Regions from separate parts of the Mus musculus genome. Here region 2 is linked to region 1. Evidence: chromatin contacts called from public HiChIP or PLAC-seq data. All regions are on one chromosome and are shown on one strand. The core of a region is the stretch at or near the end of the contact, and the rest is flanking DNA. Distances in the headings are between cores, read along the strand shown.

Region 1 (4,941 bases), core at 983-3,482:
AGGTTAAGGCAGGAGAATCTCTATGAGTTCAAGGCCAACCTGGTCTACAGAGTGAATTCCGGAACAGCCAGGGCCATGCAGAGATACCCTGCCTCAACAAACAAACAAATACATGTAAGGAACTGACCTCAGTAAATGATAATGAAGATTGTATTTGTGAATAATGTCACATCTTCAGAAATAAATAAATTCGGAATTAGACGCAAGAACACACAAACATACACACACACACAGCTTCTGTGTGCCAGGTTCCATGTTGTAAATATGGCGGTGATGAAAGGAAGTGAAGGGAACCGAGGGGTGAGTGAATGTATTATAGTGACAATTGCAAGAACCCGACCACCTGCAAGTGCCTAACGATTGGTGCAGTATCACAAAGTGGACACACGATGGCGCCAGAAACCATTATTTGGAAGTCAGTCCACTAGGGTTCCCAGTTTCCTCTGAACTCTCCTATTAGGGAGAAAATGTGACTGTAATTCTAAGCTGCCCATGTGCATTCCTATCAAGAGAAGGAAACTAGTGGTAAATCTTTCAGATAGCTGCAGAAACATCCAGGTTGACCTAGGGACTGAGAACTATGGCTCCTATAAAGAGGGGACTGCTCTAATGTGCATGAAGTTCTGTGTTCTGCTACCAGCAGGATACAAAAGCAGAGGTGGAGGTGCGTGCCTTTAAGCCTAGCACTTTGGAGGGAGAGTGAAAGGATCTGAAGTTCAAAGTCAACCTCTATTACATAATAAGTTTGAGGGCAGCTCAACTGGGCTACATAAAACCCTGTGTCCAAAAATAGTAGGATTGGTAGTTCAATATGTAATGTAAAGGCTCTAGCAACCACATTCAGGAAAATAAAAATAAACATGGAGCTAATTTGCATAATGCCTTGTATTTAACTCTGAATATGCAATATGATTCTGTTAGTGTGTGATCATATACAAAACATTGAAGTATTCTATGTGCGTGTATGTGTGTGTTTGTGTGTGTGTGTGTGTGTGTGTGTGTGTGTGTGTGCAGGCCAGAAGACAGCTTCAACTATTGTTCTTAGTCACTGTCCACTGTTTTTCTTCAGTCTATCATTGGCCTGGAACTTGCCAGGCGGGCTGGCCATCGAGTCTCAGATATCAGGCCGTCTCTGCCCCATGAGAGGATCATAAGCACACACCACCATGACTGGCATTTTTACTGCATGGGTTCTAGAGGATGGAACTTGGGTCCTTGTGCCTGCAAGGCAAACATGTTACCATCTTCTCTGTCTCCCCGGTCTGCAGCTTGTTGATTTGCATGGACTGCTAACTCAGTTTCCTCTAAAGCCCTTCCCCCCCCCCCCCCCCCCCCCGCGCCTCCGCCAGGAAGTCGTAATAACGCGCTATTACCTGACGGAATGCTTTTGGCTTCCAGGCCCCACCCCAATGCCAAGGAGCTTACAGTGTGGAAATGCCTACATTCAAGAAGAAATCATTTTTAACGGCTGGTATTATACTGAGAGCTGGAGAACCCGGCGGTGGGGGTGGGTGGCACACTGAAACAGAAGCCTCCAGAACGGCTTGATCAGAGGGAAATATGTTTCTTTTTTTTTTTCTTCCCTCTTATTGAAAATAGATTTTTTTCTCACATAATGCTTCACTGTGCTGCGGCGCTCTGTGTGAAGCTTTGCCAAGTAGACAGAGAGGCCCTTAGAGTCTGGATTCCCCCTCAGAAACAACAGATGAGAACTATCGTGGGCTGGGCACATCTTTCTCAGTACAGTGCCTGCCTCACATGCTGGCTGACCTAAGTTCCATCCTCAACAGCACACAAACCCAATGTAGTGGCACAGACCAGTGTTTGGAGAGGGAAGGTGGGAGAGTCACAAGTTCGAGGCCACCCTCAGCTACAGAGTGACTTGGCTTGCTGGTAGTTCTAAGCTGCCCCATGCACATATCTGTCAGGAGAAGGAGCGAAAAGTCCCCCAAATAGCTGCGGAAGCTTCAGGACTTACCTAGGAACTGAGAACTAGGGCTCCTATAAAAGGGGGTGGTCTAAAGTGCATGAAATTCTCTGTTGTGTTACCAGCAGAAGGCCAGCTTGGGCTCCAGGAGACTGTCCAAAAACAAAAAAAAGTGATACTTTGAAGGAGTTGTTTCAAGTTGAAGCAAAGTGGTAGCTGGTTTAAACTGGGAAACTGCATTCAAAGCTGCATATACTCTTCTGGAATGGAACCTTTATACCAATTTTGAAGGAGGGCGTGTCCACACAGGGCTGAAAAAGCTGAGTCATCTTAACAAACTAGAGAAGACAAAAAAGAGGGAGCCTTGAGCTGAGGAGACTTGCATTTGCAATTGTTCCCCAAGTCAAAAAGGGAGACTGGGGTGAGCCAAGGGTGAGGAGCCCCATTAAAGTGTGGTGGTTACTCTGCTAGCCCTCAGAGGCCCAGAGATTTCTGGGTGGAAATTTCCCACCTGCCCCAACCCCCCCCCCCCCAGCCTCTGTGGTGAATCATGACAGTCATCTGCCCTCAAAGCCCCATTGGTTTCGGCAGGCACCAGGGCCCCAAACCACCACTCGAGCAGTGGCAAAGAAGCTTCTAGAGAGAGGAGAGGAGAGGGAGGGGTGGGTGGTGGAGGGAAATCACCTCAAGCCTTGAGGCTTGGAACTTCATCAAACTAGAGAAATGTGATGGGTGGTTAGAGGCGTTTCCAATCAAAAGCTCCAGAGAGGAGACTGGACGAAAGAGATGGCTCAGGGGCCGCTCTTCCAGAGGACCTGGGTTCAGTTCCCAGCATCCACAGGTCCACTCCCAACTGTCTGTAGCTCCAGTCCTAGGGGATCCAACATTCTCCTTTGGGTGTGCATGTGATGCACAGGCATAAATACAGGCAAATCAGCCATACACATAAAATAAAGCTATAAGGAAAAGAAAAATAGTTCAGAGAAGCCAAGTATCTTAGGAAGTAAGTGTGGGCTTAAATCCCAGCACTCAGGAGGCAGAGGCAGAAGTGCAAGGTCAAGGCTCTCCTGAGCTACATAGCCATCTTGCAGGCAGTTGGAGCTGTATAGTAAACAACGTAAGGAAGATGAGAGTAAAGGGCAAACCGATTTGTACAACACCTAATACTTAGATGTCAAAGTGGCTGGGGTACAGCTCAGTTAGTGGTGGGCTTGCATGGTAGGCATGAAGGAAGTTCAGGGTTCCATTCTCAGCAGAGCATAAACCATATGTGGGGGTGCTCACCTGTGATCCCAGTGCTGAAGAGATAGAGGTAGGGGGATCAAAGGTTCAAGGCCAGCCTTGGTTCCATACATTTTGGAGCCAATCTGGGCTTCATGGGACAGCAACTCGAAAAGAAAGCAGGGACTGTGGGGCACAGCTTTAGTTCCCACACTTGGGAGACTGAGGCAGTCCAACCAGATAAGTTTGAGGTCAGCCTGGTCAACATAACACATTCCTGGTTAGTTGGGACTATATAGTGAAACCCTGTCTCAAAAACAAGGGGGGGGGAGGGAGGGAGGGAGGGAGGGAGGGAGGGAGGGAGGGAGGGAGAAAGTAAAGAAGGAAGTAAAGAAAGGAAGGAAGCAAAGGAAATGAAAGGGAGAGGGAGGGAAGTAGAGAGAGGAGGGTGGAAAGAAGAAAGAAAGAAGAAGGAAATGAAGGAAGTTGAAGAGATAGCTTACAAACTGGGTGCTCCAATTTCTCACCCACACTGTGAGAACAGAGAGGAGTTCGAAGAGCTCTGATCTGGTGTGAATGTGACTGAAGCCACCAAAATGTACCCAGAAGAACACAGGTCAGGGGTCAGATGCAGCCATGTCCTGAGTGTCCCATGTTGCCTGTGCAAGCTGTCATCTAGCATTCTTCAAGACCACGTCCACTCCCCCCAGCCCTGCTCACACCTCAGAGAAGCTGAGAGGAGTTCAGAGGTCAGGGTAGGAAGGAGCCTCCTCCCTGTCTCCCCAGAGCCCTTCAATCAAGTCATTGCATCCTGGTGAGGTAGAGGCAGGAAGGGGAGGGGAGGGAAGGGGAGGGGAGGGAAAGGGAGGGGAGGGAAAGGGAGGGGAGGGGAGGGAAAGGGAGGGAAGGGGAGGGGAGGGGAGGGGAGGGGAGGGGAGGGGAGGGGAGGGGAGGGGAGGGAAGGGAAGGGAAGGGAAGGGAAGGGAAGGGAAGGGAAGGGAAGGGAAGGGAAGGGAAGGGAAGGGAAGGGAAGGGAAGGAGGGAAGGGAAGGGCAGGGCTCAAGGCTGAAGAAAGCCTAAAGCCCATGCCCTTTTGGCTTGCCAGCAACTTGACTTGACCTTCTTAGAGGGAAGATCGAAAAGTGGGATTATCTGAAAACCCAAATTTGCACAAGGACCCAGGATCCCAAACAACAGGTCAAGGATACACAAAATTGGAGGCAAGTAGTATCTGAACCCCAAACCACAGGGGCTGGGGAATCAGTCAGGGCTCACCTGGTCCCTCCTTACTCTCTAGTTGATGTTTCCCCTAAGTGCCTAAGTGATCTGTTATTATTGTTATCAATAATATATTGTTAACCATTCTGTTATTCAATCCATTATGTCTCTCCAGCCTATATTAGTTCAGGCTTATAGGCAACTGGCTCCAGGGTCAGAGGCTGCAGTTATTTAGTGAAGAAAGCCAGGGTCCACAGTGTTACCTTCCAGGCAGTTTAGGGGTGGAGCCTCCACCTATGCTGAGCTCAGCCTCAGAAGAAGCCAGGCTCCCCAGGCTCCTCCTAAGACATATTTGAGCTCAGCACGAGGCTCTCTGTGAATGTGCTTCTTAGAACATAATTACCACCATCAAGATTATTGTTTGAATTAGGCATTTACATGACACTTAATATTTCCAAAGCATTGTGCTCCCATTTAATTAGTTTTTCCTTGCGACATTCCTGTCGCACCCACACTTGATAGCTTGGGAGACTGACAGACTGAAGAGATAAAGAGTAAACCCCGATGGAGTGGGG
Region 2 (4,623 bases), core at 694-3,193, 770 kb after region 1:
AGACAGAGACAGAGACAGAGACAGATGTCTGTGTGTATATCTGTGAATGCTGAGTATCTGAACTTTGAATTCAGGTCTTCATACTTACTAGAAAAGTTCTGTATCAATGAAGCAATCTCTCCAGCACAGGCTTGAAGGTTTTATAGCCAAGGACCACTTCCTAGAAACCCAGTAAAGATGCAGTGTGGCCAGCTCCTCCTGCTGCCCCTGCTGCCCCTCCTTCTGTCCCTCCTGCCCTTGCTGACACTCTTGCCCATCCTGCCCATCCTGCCCCTCCTGCCCCTCCCGCCCCTGCTGCCCCTCCTGCCCCTCCCGCCCTTGCTGTCCCTCCTGCCCCTGTTGCACCTCCTGCCCCTGCTGCCCCTCCTGCCCCTGCTTCCCCTCCTGCCCCTCCCGCCCTTGCTTTCCCTCCCGCCCCTGCTGCCCCTCCTGCTGCCCCTCCTGCTGCCCCTTCCGCCCCTGCTGTCCCTCCTTCCCCTCCTGCCCCTCCCGCCTTTGCTGCCCTTGCTGCCCCTCCTGCCCCTGCTGCCCCAGCTGCCCCTCCTGTCCCTCCTGCCCCTGCTGCCCCTCCTGCCCCTCCCGCCCTTGCTGCCCTTGCTGCCCCTCCTGCCCCTCCTGCCCCTGCTGCCCCTCCCGCAACTGCTGCCCCTGCTGCCCCTCCTGCCCCTCCCGCCCTTGCTGCCCTTGCTGTCCCTCCCGTCCCTCCCGCACCTGCTGCCCCTCCTGCCCCTCCTGCCCCTCCTGCCCCTGCTGCCCCTCCCGCCCTTGTTGCCCCTCCTGCCCCTGCTGCCCCCCTGCTGCCCCTCCCGCCCCTGCTGTCCCTCCTGCCCCTCCTGCCCCTCCCGCCCTTGCTGCCCTTGCTGCCCCTCCTGCCCCTGCTGCCCCAGCTGCCCCTCCTGTCCCTCCTGCCCCTGCTGCCCCTCCTGTCCCTCCTGCCCCAGCTGCCCCTCCTGTCCCTCCTGCCCCTGCTGCCCCTCCTGCCCCTCCCGCCCTTGCTGCCCTTGCTGCCCCTCCTGCCCCTCCTGCCCCTGCTGCCCCTCCCGCAACTGCTGCCCCTGCTGCCCCTCCTGCCCCTCCCGCCCTTGCTGCCCTTGCTGTCCCTCCCGTCCCTCCCGCACCTGCTGCCCCTCCTGCCCCTCCTGCCCCTCCTGCCCCTGCTGCCCCTCCCGCCCTTGTTGCCCCTCCTGCTGCCCCTGTTGCCCCTGATGCCCCTGATGCCCCTCCCACCCCTGCTGCCCCTTCTGCCCCTCCTGCCCTTGCTGCCCCTCCAGCCCCTGATGCCCCTCCTGCCCCTCCTGCACCTCCTGATCCTCCTGCCCTTGCTGCCCCTCCTGCCCCTGCTGCCACTCCTGCTACTCCTGCCCCTCCCGCCCTTGCTGCCCCTCCATCTTCCCCTCCTGCCCCTGCTGCCCCTGCTGCCCCTGCCACCCCTTCTGCTGCCACTGCTCCTCGGAGTTGCTTCTGGTTGGGTGTGGCTGCAGAGGCGAGCAGAATGACCAGCACAAGTCTCAGCCTTCAATCGTTCGCGTTAGATCGTGCTGATGAAAATATCACGTCTAAGGCTCGTCTTCTTACGTCTGAAGAACAGTTAACATTTACTGATTTCATTGTAGGGGAATGCAGAGGTTCCATACTGTGTGTGACCGTCCAACGACATTATGTCAGAGTCAGTGCTCTCACTTACCATCTAGGTCCCAAGGATCAAGCTCGGTCCACCGGCCCGGCAGCCAGCACCTCTACTGGATGAGCAGTCTCCTCAGCCCTTCAGCTTCTGGCATTGGAGCCACACCCTAGAGGAAAGCAAACCCAGAGCTCGGGAGTTAGGCCCTTGCATTTCTTTTATCTCAGATGTGAATTTACAGACTTAGAAATCAGATGCGAGGAAGCTACCAACACTCATCGTCTTTGGACTCTGCCAGGCATTGTCATGGTTCGGCCTCCATGATACAGGAGTGTTGGGAGTTCTGCAAAACCAGCTGGGGTGAACTTTCTTTATCTCGGAAACCATATAAGCAAGCTGGTCTAGTAAGTGCAACAGGGCAAGGCATGGCGCCATAGCAGGAAAGGGCTCTGCAGTCTTTTTTTTTTTTTTTTTTTTTGTCACTGCAATAAAATTCCATGATCAGAGTAACTTTATAGGAGTAAAAAAGTGCGTATTTTGGCTTACAGTCCCATTGGGAGAGTCCATAATGGAGGTAGAGGCAGTAAATAGCCAGAGAATGAAGCTGAGGGAGTGTGTATCCATCCACATGCAAGACCCAGGCAGAGAAAACCATCAGGAAGGCTTGGCTTATAAACTTCCACCTTAAGACTCAGACTCACACACATGCACACACACACACTCATACACACACACACACACTCACTCTCACACACACTCACACACACACACATGCACACACTCACACACTCACACACACACACAGTCATACGCACACACTATTGACTTGTGTGCAAAGCTGTCTGTACTCTTAGTGATGTTCTTAATGCTAAGAATCTCCGTGAGGGACATTCACCCCTGGCAGGGGAATAACAGACCACAGACACAATTTCGTATCAGCCCAGCCTGATGAGCCAATGAGCTCACTCCTGGTGAATCCGTGAGTCAGAGGCTGCTGACAGGAGCAGGAGGGATGACGCATGGCAATAGCATCTCTGGAGTTCCTCTCCCCATCTCCCTTTTACTTCCTATATACTCTATTGCTTCTCCCAGACCAGGTGACAGGTGAGGGTGGTGGGTAGGATCTTGGATGAAAGTCTAGGAACCCTCTCTCCTCCACCTATGAACCATGAGTGAATGTTGCTAGTCTCAGCACATGACTATGCTCTAGCTATCTGCATGTTTATTGTCTTTCTTATTCCCCTGTCTAGACTGGAAGCAGAGCAAGGTCCCCTGTAGTTCCTATAGCAATCTTGTCTCTATGAGGACTATAACCATGTGATGCTCAAAAGAAATAACTACATCATAATAATCTCCAAAGCTTTCTTTTTCATACTATAAAACATAAAGCTGTAGTATGAATTTTATGCCAAATGTAGTGTAAATATCCCTTGGGGATAGAACACAAAGTCCAAAAACAACAAGTAGGGAAAAGATCCCATCTAAATCGCCAGCAGGAACATGCCTACGGCTGCTCTGTTGAGAACACCAGCAGATTTGCCTCAGATTAAAAGCACAATTGCACTCAGTCATCACCAGAGAAGCTTTCTTCTGCAGCAGATGGGAACAAACATAACAATGTCAATATAACAAATATAAGGAATATAACAAATATAACAAATGGGAACATTGTCACAGCCAGACAATGTGCAGAGAGGAAGAGACCTTTGAATGCTCAGCCCTAAATGGGATGTCTCCATCAAATCCCTCCCCTCAGTATTCAGGGAGCCCCTCAGAAGAGGTGGTAGAAAGTCTGTAACAGCCACAGGGGATGGAGAATTAGAGGAACCAAAGTAAAAGCTGGGCGTGGTGGGACACACCTTTAATCCCAGCACTCGGGAGGCAGAGGAGGCAGATTTCTGAGTTTGAGGCCAGTCTGGTCTACAGAATGAGTTCCAGGACAGCCAGGGCTATGCAGAGAAACCCTGTCTCGAAAAACCAAAAGAAGAAGAAGAAGAAGAAGAAGAAGAAGAAGAAGAAGAAGAAGAGGAGGAGGAGGAGGAGGAGGAGGAGGAGGAGGAGGAGGAGGAGGAGGAGGAGGAGGAGGAGGAGGAGGAGGAGGAGGAGGAGGAAGAAAAACCAAAGCCCTCTAAGTCACCCCATATCTGGCTATGAACTCACGTGCACAGGGCCTGCACCGGTCTACACCAGATGAGTCCATAGATCTGATAGAAGTAAACACATGTCCCCATATCTAACCTAGAATCGATCTCCTCCAACTGATAACCACTTGCAAGTAAAAATTTAGTTTCCCCAAGGGAGTCTCCCTCAGAAAACAAACTACTTTTAAGGTAGGCTACATGCCCAGAAGTAAATGGCCAACAGAAAATAAATTTTGTGGCATCTTTGGAGGTTCCTTATGTCATAATCTCATGTCAAGGCTTTTTTATTTTAATCTTAATTTTTTTTAATTTTTATTTTCCCTTGATACCCTAAACTTTTTTAAAGAATATCATGGCTTCCAGTTTAGTCTTTTCATGGGATTTCTGAATGTGTGAATGAGTGGGTCTCTGCCTTTATATAAATCTTTTTGTGCCATTTCTTGAGCTCTCTCCCTTTTGCTTGTTTGTTTTGCCCTATTCTGTGTGCTAGTTTTTGTTTTATCTTATTCTACTTTATTTTATTATTATCCCTTGGAAGCCTGCTGGTTTCTAATGAGAGTCAGAAAAGGTGGTAGATCCAGATGGGAGGGGAGGTCAGTAGGAACTAGGGTGAGAGGGGAGGGGAGCCTGTAATTAGAATATATTATGTAAGAAAAATTTATTTTCAATAAAAGGAAAAACATATATAAGAGAAAGAAATCTTTGCATAAAACATGTAATTGTGGGAAGCAAACATTTACTTTAAGGGTGTGTGAGTGTGGGTGTGGGTGTGTGCACACATGCCAACAGAGGCCAGAACTAGGGCTCAGAACCCCTGGAGCTGGAGTTTCAAGTGGTTATGAGCTCCTGATCTGGGTGCTG

Evidence for each region. HiChIP or PLAC-seq counts read pairs in DNA pulled down with a chosen protein or histone mark.
Region 2: a contact with region 1 is called in a FOXA1 HiChIP or PLAC-seq map of pancreatic cancer cells. The contact joins the promoter of 2210011K15Rik here to the enhancer-like site in region 1. A contact is called at or near these places in 3 of 39 promoter capture datasets (the 3T3-L1 cell line, HPC-7-derived erythroid cells and trophoblast stem cells), 1 of 484 Hi-C or Micro-C datasets (bone marrow-derived macrophages) and 8 of 115 datasets of contacts at active chromatin or transcription factors (craniofacial prominence, embryonic basal ganglia, embryonic hindbrain and 5 more).

Annotation. Positions count from the first base shown.
Region 1 is chr1:120,586,274-120,591,214 of GRCm38.p6, forward strand. No RefSeq gene overlaps it. Among named protein-coding and RNA genes, the nearest start is that of En1, 14 kb to the right of the region's middle. Within about 2 kb of position 2,233, at least 12 of the 459 cell types and tissues checked have an H3K27ac peak or open chromatin away from gene starts, as enhancers often do. A contact at or near this core is called in pancreatic cancer cells, where this site is marked.
Region 2 is chr1:121,358,128-121,362,750 of GRCm38.p6, forward strand. It overlaps 2210011K15Rik (a long non-coding RNA gene), which reads right to left and starts at 1,944. Exons shown (of 3, transcript XR_003947976.1): 1 at 1,895-1,944; 2 at 1,685-1,790.